Linked DNA regions of Ctenopharyngodon idella: region 1 is linked to region 2. Evidence: chromatin contacts called from public Hi-C data. All regions are on one chromosome and are shown on one strand. The core of a region is the stretch at or near the end of the contact, and the rest is flanking DNA. Distances in the headings are between cores, read along the strand shown. Region 1 holds the start of gramd2aa (GRAM domain containing 2Aa). Region 2 holds the start of trip4 (thyroid hormone receptor interactor 4).

Evidence for each region. Hi-C and Micro-C count contacts between places; a contact is called where the count stands out from the background.
Region 1: a Hi-C map of muscle shows a contact between it and region 2, with 3 times the contacts expected there. The contact joins the promoter of gramd2aa here to the promoter of trip4 in region 2. A contact is called at or near these places in 2 of 2 Hi-C or Micro-C datasets (both in muscle).

The regions. Positions count from the first base shown.
Region 1 is chr7:44,045,729-44,049,503 of HZGC01, reverse strand. gramd2aa (GRAM domain containing 2Aa) reads right to left here and starts at 1,658. Exons shown (of 11, transcript XM_051900858.1): 1 at 1,418-1,658. The coding sequence starts at 1,461.
Region 2 is chr7:43,908,661-43,912,865 of HZGC01, reverse strand. trip4 (thyroid hormone receptor interactor 4) reads right to left here and starts at 1,418. Exons shown (of 13, transcript XM_051900852.1): 1 at 1,240-1,418; 2 at 546-721. The coding sequence starts at 1,319.

The sequences.
Region 1 (3,775 bases), core at 409-2,908, 140 kb before region 2:
AGGACATCAGCAATAGTGATAATCTTCCCATTTTTAAATCTCGCCTATTGGCAGGCTTTACAGTGACTGTGTATATGTATCTTTTATTGGTTGTAATTTTTTTAGGCCAAATTGCTGGCTTTTGTCATTTTGTTTTATCTGCTTGTAAGGTGTAATTTGCTGTCATGTAAGGCACCAATAAATAAAATGCATCATCATTATTATAAAACATACAAATTTCAAATACATAAGATTCTGAATAAAAACTAATAATTATCTGCCAAGTAAATCGCTCGCTTGACAGTTTGCGGCTGCCAATGTAGCAACTTTGGCACATTAATATAGAACTTAATTGTTGTGCAGCGTACAGTAGCAGTATTTTTACTGTATTTCCAGCTAACAAAAATATATTCTAAGAACGTTTTGCTAACGTTCACATTAGGTTATGAAAACGTCATTTCTGCATGTTGAAATTATTTAAAAATGTTTTTTCTTGGTTATACAAATGTTAAGGGAACATTCCATTTTATAATTTTGTAAACATTATGGGAACATTCCTTTGGAATGTTCTGAAACAAGTAACATTAAATAAACAGACAAACATCCAACTAAAACGTTTCAGAAAAACTTAGTATGTATGTTTAAACATTTTTTTTGTGCTAACATTATTAAGGACCAGATAACTTTGAACAAATGTTGCATTAGGCCTACAAGTTACTTGACAAATGTTTGTTCGGTAACACTTTAGTTTAGGGTCCAATTCTCGCTATTAACTAGTTGCTTACTAGCATGCATATTACTAGGATATTGGCTGTTTATTAGTACTTATAAAGCACATATTAATGCCTTATTCTGCATGACCATATTCTACATCCCTTAATCCTACCAATACGCAACATAACTACCTACATAAAAATTAATAAGCAGTAATTAGGAGTATATTGAGGCAAAAGTCGTAGTTAATAGTGAGAATTAATCTTAAGTGTGACCGTTTGTTCATAACTGAGAGAACATTGACAGAACTTTAACATCCAAAATGAAAGAAAACCCGTTCCATCAACGATGTATGTTTTTGTGCTAACATTATCAAGGACCAGATAACATTCACTGAACGTTATATCAATGTTACTAGAAAAAAGTTTGAGAAAGCCTTGCTAGAACATTAGCCAAAGTTCTGAGAACGTTCCCCGTTAGCTGGGTTTTACAACGGTTTCCCGCTGCTCAGTCTTTGAAATGGGATACGAATTTACTCATTTGTAATGAGTTAGGCAGTGTAAATTTAGCATTAAACAATGTAAATCACACCGATCAAATCAACTGGCTATCTTTACCATATTCTCCGAGCGAACATCAATCAAAACCTGTACGCGAATTAGATATGTGAATTACAAACAGTAGACCTCACTACGTTCGCCAAATATAGTGAGTTGACACGTACCTGGCGGTGAGGAAATATCCAAAACCTCGCTCGACATATCCCATAGAGACGTGTCAGTGTAAAGACAACGGCATCATTACCGGCGTTATAATAGTCCGTGCTCATAAAGAGCGTGTTTATTAATGTAAAGGGTCATAACAAGTGTGATTGTGAGCGTTATGTAGTGTGATGTCTTATGAGAGCTGTAGCGTCAGCAGCATTAGCGACTCGGTGTTATTAGGAAGCTCCGGGAACTCTCGCTGGATTTACTCCTCTGTATCAGCACACACACATTACACAGACTGACTGACACGCTGCAGAATCGGAATAAATACCCATTTGCTCGTTAAATCAATTATTTTTCTAGTCCAGACACTTCTGACAATGGCTGACAAAGTAAATGTCCGTAGACGTCTATAAAAATGGATCTGTATGGAGGTTTTCTTTTAAATGTTTCACTTAGCCTGCTAACATAAAGAAAACATTTCAAAATAGTATTATCATCATCCTATATTATTAATATACTACTTCATGACAGAAGCATTTCATTTAGCTAGTACTTTACAACAGTTGTTGGTAATATTATATTTCTACTTTGATTTTAATTTGAGATTTAAAAACAAGATAATAAATAATAAGCCTAAATTTGTGTAAATTAAGTTACAAACAGATGTACACAAGAAAGCATATGTATCAAATACAAAATGAAAATGCACAAAGTAGGAATAAAGCACACACCAACAGCCTGAAATGAATGGGGACATTCACATTTTGGCGATAAATTTCCTACTACACAGATCAGTTGAGTTTTTAACAGCTTAAAGATCAGCATTAATAAAAGACATGTCAACAGTCAGTCCACACACTATTATTCATCTGAGCCTCACCGGTCTCTGGTGCGACAGGTCCTGGTGCCGTGACCATGGGGGCGTCTCTGTGCCTCAGGCCCCTCCGCTGAAGGAGCCTCAGAACTGGCTGCGTATATAGTGCATCCCATGAAATCCCAGATATCTGATGCAGACTTGCTAAGCAGCAAGAGGAAAAGTGTACTTCCATGCCCTTGCAGGACATCAGAGGAAAAGTCATTGCCTCAGCATCTCCCTGCCTCCCTCCCATCCCCCTCCCATCAGATTCAGTGATAATCAGATTTTACATTTACAATCCACAAAATCATCCCGCTGCATAATCTCCACTGCTGCATCACGTTGCACATAAAAAGCTCCTTTTGTCATAGACAAAGCACTTTACACAAGCCGAAAGGGCTTACGGCTCTTACTGTGCAAATGATTACAAACAATTACCCTTTCAGACATTTCATTGTTATCATATGACTGTCTAACAGCATTAGAGCAATAATATGGAAAGTGAATTAAAATGCTAGGGACTTGGAATTTCATGCATCCAAGATTTTAAAGGTGAAGCATTTGAAATATTTACAGCAATTTATTGAGCCTGTCAGTCATATAAACACTAAACACAGCGTTCCCACAGTCATAGAAAATGCGGAAATATCACAGATTTAAAAAAAAAAAATGACTGACATACCATTGGGAAATAATTCTTAAAAAGTAAGTGACTCACAATTCTACAGTGCATATAACATTTTCTAGCGTTTCATTGGATATAAATTGCATAATCTCTATAAAATGCAGAATTCCAGAAATCAGTAACGGTTGGGGGAAATCATGAAGATGTTTTGGTCAAACGTGTAGGAATGGGATAAATTAATTAATTTGATGAAGAATCACTGACACAGTGCGAATGAGTGTCCTTTAGTAGTGACTGGACCTTACAATGGTCAGTATGGTCCGGTTTACACCTGATATTTGCATGCTTTTTAGTTGATCGGATCACAAGTAGATGAGGGAGACACATTCCCGTTTACACCTGGTGTTTTAATCCGTCTATTTTAACCACTTCAGTCCTGATTTCTTCAAGGGGAGGGTCTGTCGATGAATTGGCTTTTTCAGATCTTTCAATTGAATGGACGAAATAAGCTCAAGCAATTTACATATGAACTCGCCCGGGGAGATGACAGAAAACACAAGGGGAGCATCAGCTTTCCTTTCTACTCTGAGAGCCGAAAGACCACGCCGAACGCTGTGAGTGCGTGTTAGGAATCAGGAATGGTGAGAGAACATTGTGCTTGGTACATTTTTCGTCTTCAAATCAAACTTGGGTCTTCAGCTGACCAAGTTTAAATCCCGTCTGGCTAGAGCGCTTCCCATAATGTTTACGCATTCGGTCAGCAGGCGGAGAAAATGCGGTCTTTTGTGGCTGTTCGAACACATTCGACCACATGAGCGTTTACACTATGAAAGTAATCCGGTTGAATGCGTTTTCGACTACCTCTGGAAGTGGTTGAAAGTGGACAAGCTC
Region 2 (4,205 bases), core at 169-2,668:
GCATGGGCAGGGATTAATGCCCGTTCACACCAAGACAAATGTTCGGTGCAATAAAAATTTTAATTTGAATGAATTCTGTCTTCTCAGACAAACACAAACATTCACAATTCGTCAGTTGTCAGTGTTTACAGAGAGGTGTTCGAATATCTTTTCCATCGCACTGCAAATAAAACTGGACAACCAATTAGATTCACACTTCTGGTCATGTGCCCGGAGACATAGATGTTAAATAAATCTATGACGATGATGCTCCTGAACAAACTGTTTTGCTAAGCGACAGTGAATAGCAGAGGAAGAATCCATAAACGGCTCTCTTTCTCTGTACTCTTGTATTTGGTGTTGTTTGATAAACATTACAGTGAATAAAAAAATCTGAATGGCTGTTTGAAAACATGTAAATACAGACACAGATACAGATTATTTACAAGAATATTAATCATTGCCAATATGGAAATTGTAACTCCTATTCTATCCTTAATTCTTCAGTTAAATCCAAAATTCTTAATTCTGTATTCACAATGAAAACATCATGTGTCCATATTTACCCATGATTGCCTCTTTCCTGAGGCCGTCTCCCAGACCATCAGCTGCCTGCGTCCGACACCTCTGCCATCTCTGCACCAGCTCATCCACAAACTCCTCCTTGTTTCCCTCTGTTCCCTGCAAGAGATCTCCAACATACTCCACAATTTCATCAACATTGTCAATGGAAAGGATGTACCTGGGAAAAAAACAAAACAAACATTTTATTGACTTACATAGTGCTCAGTTTTTTTCCCCACAAAGACCCATTCAAAATAACATTTCTGTTTGGATACTAGATGCCCAAATATCCCCATCACAAACTCCAAAGAATCTACTGTCTCATTTGTTTTTATTAATTATCACATACATTTCTTACACATTTCACATAAAACATTACATTAATGTTTTCCATATGGTTATTTTAAACAGGTATGTAGTACTATGGGACTAAATGTCTCATAGTACTCATACTCATGTACCAAGGTGGTGTTTACATGTATTATTTTCGTGCCATTCATATTATTATTGGAAGTACGATGACCATTCGTTATACATGAAAGGACTTTCAGATAGACACATTTGTACACATTAAGTCCACTTTATGAATTGTCAGTTCTGTCATTTATATTTTACAGCATTTCCACAATTGTCATTAGATAGGCTTGCGCACAACTCATCCTCCAGAGGCATAAAAATCAACTAAAATGTACTTACTGTACAATGTCATCGCTTGCCTCTAATCCAAAACTATGCTTTAACTTATCAACAGTCCAACGAAGCAAAGAATCAGTCATGATGAAGTTAGTAAACTGTGAGACACTGCAGTCAGTGAAAAGCTGTCATCATTTGCTTCACAGAGCTGAAAATGGCTTCCGGGAGACGTGTTTTAAAATAAAAGTCTCCATAGAAAAGATCATCACTCTTGCTGGTCCGGTATGATGGGTCAAAATAATAATTATATTAATGTAACCCTTTAATGTATATTTTCAAGTTAAAGAATATTAAAGTTTATCAGTGCCTTTAATCAAATGTATATTTTTGTCTCGAACGCTGCTTAAGTTTCATGAACATCGTATCATATGAGAGTTGTTACTTTTCTCAACGCTGGACAGGATGAACCAATCACAATTGTTTATGATTATAGAATTTGTAAGGCCTATTTAAATGTCAGCTAAGAATCCATGTTGTAAATATACCTGTAAATACTACATATATTACATTTTGGCACTTGAAGCTTTCATTTTCAATAGGCCTATATGAGCTACATTCATGGTTTCTTAAAAATATGGCAACATTTTATTACATGTGGCTAAAATATAATTTCTTTTTTTAGGAAAAAAATACAATGTAGAAGATTGGCAACATGGCTTTGGTATGTGCAATGAATGATTTTTATCATAAACTTGCAAAAAAGAGAAATAAGAAGAACACCACAAGATTTTAAAATGTTAAATCTAAGTCAGAACAGCTAAGTTAACCAAGGATCATTTGATATTTGATGCTAGATATAGATATAGACCTTTAGACAACATTAAAGTGGGTTGTACATGTATGAAAATGTTTTTACCTAGGTCCAAAGTGCAACACATGATCAAGAACAAACAGTGTCTATTTCATGTTCTTATAGTTTATATACAAAATGATAATGAAGGGAAAAAAATGTTACTATGACATTTCATTTCTCTTTAAATTTAAGACACTACTAACAGTAGTATTTCAATGATATTATAATAACTAAATGTGACCTCCAACTAGATAGTTAACATTGTTTGTTAATTTGTTTGTTTGGTTTTAGGATGCAAAATGGAAATACAAGTGTGAAGTTATTATTAATATTTATATACACTTATTTACAAATAAGAATATAACAGTCAAATGTAAGTTATGCACTGGGAGAAAACACTTGGGCTCAGAAATTCACATTTTTCATAAAAATGTGTTTTTTAATACATTTCTTTGTGCATGGTGCACAGATTACTATATCACACTAACATAATAAATAAATAATTTAAGCATATTTTAAACACACTGAAGAGCCACTGTCAACCCCAACACCAAATCCTGCATAGTGAATACTCAGTGGAAGGTGTAAATGTGGATCAATTTGCCTGTTTCAGAGAAAACACAGTAAAATGACAAAGATCCAGCTGGCTGATCTAGGTACACTCCTATAATGTTAGAACATGCCTGGAATAGTAATTTTTACCCAGAGCAGGCCAGACTCCAGGAGTTTTCATTGAGTCCAAAGCTGCAGTCACTCCCTCCTTTCCTGTTGATACCTCGATATGTAACTGCTATATGATTTCAGCCACTCCATTCAGCCTCCCAGTAACAGTGTCCAGTCAGACTCTCTCCACACAGACAGAACCTGCTCGAAGTGCTCAAATCTTTGTGGATGATCAGGATATGGCTGCTCCTCTTCCAAATAAGTTGCTTTTTTGCAGAATGAGATGAGTGTTTACTGTGTTTAGATTGAATGTGAGATTACAGGCATCTGAAGAGATATTAAAACATCAGTGATATATCACTGAAGATCCTTTGCAATTTGCAACCACAAGGCACTATTCTATGGCTGCTTTTGGATAATTTGTATTATAAAAGCACAATAATATTGAACTGATGTGATCCTGAAGGAATCTCCATGGTCCAAACTAAACAACACAGAAGAAAGCATGTAAAAATAGTCTTAGAAAAAGCATTTTAAACTCTTGCCTTTTTCCCCCTCTATTTTTTGTTGTGGATGTCCCAATGATTTGCAAATTTCAGTTAAACACTCATGTTATGTGTTTTGGTTGCATTTGTAAGTTAATAAAAACTGATTGAGTAAAATAGGCTCATAATATTGTAATACAGATATATAGATCAATATACCCCTGAATCTAATTGAATTGTAATCCTATTATGGCATGTGTTGTGGTATCGGCAAAGATCGTATCACTGGCTAAGGGAATCAATGTTGTATTGTGTGATATACACCCCTAATTGCAATAGCAGTTTGGATGGTTCAGTTGATTCAAGAGCATCTTGACTCTGGAGTGTCCTGAGTAATTGTAGCTCAGATCCAACTCTCTCAGGTGCAATGGGTTTGAACTCAGAGCTGAGGCCAGACAACAGCAGCCTTCCTCTGTCACCATAAAGCCAGATAATCTAAATCTTTGGAAAAACAGTATGTATTCCATAGTATGAAAAAAACTACTACGGAAGTCAATGGGGCCTATCAACAGTTTGTTTCCAGATATTCTTCAAAATATCTTCTTTTGTGTTCAGCAGAAGAAAAAAATTCATACAGGTTTAGAACAACTTGAGGGTGAGTAAATGATGACAATTTTCATTTTTGGGTGAACTATCCCTTTAAGACAGTTTTTAGAACTGTTGTACATGTGATAATTTACACATAGTATTATTAGACTGTGTCTTTGCACATACTGTACCAATGGAACCATATGGGCAGCTTGCATGTAACTTTCACACAGGATTTTATTATTTAAAAATAATGTTAACTGTTAAAAACAGTCTGAGTTTGGTTCTCAAGTGTGAAAACACCCTTAGAAACCTAATTTTCACTAGTTGCCAGTTTCAGTCCATCAGAGAGAAGCTTCACTCCTGAATCCCACAGGTCATTGTTACTCAGGTCCAGCTCTCTCAGTACAGAGTATGATGACTGTAGAGCTGAGGCCACA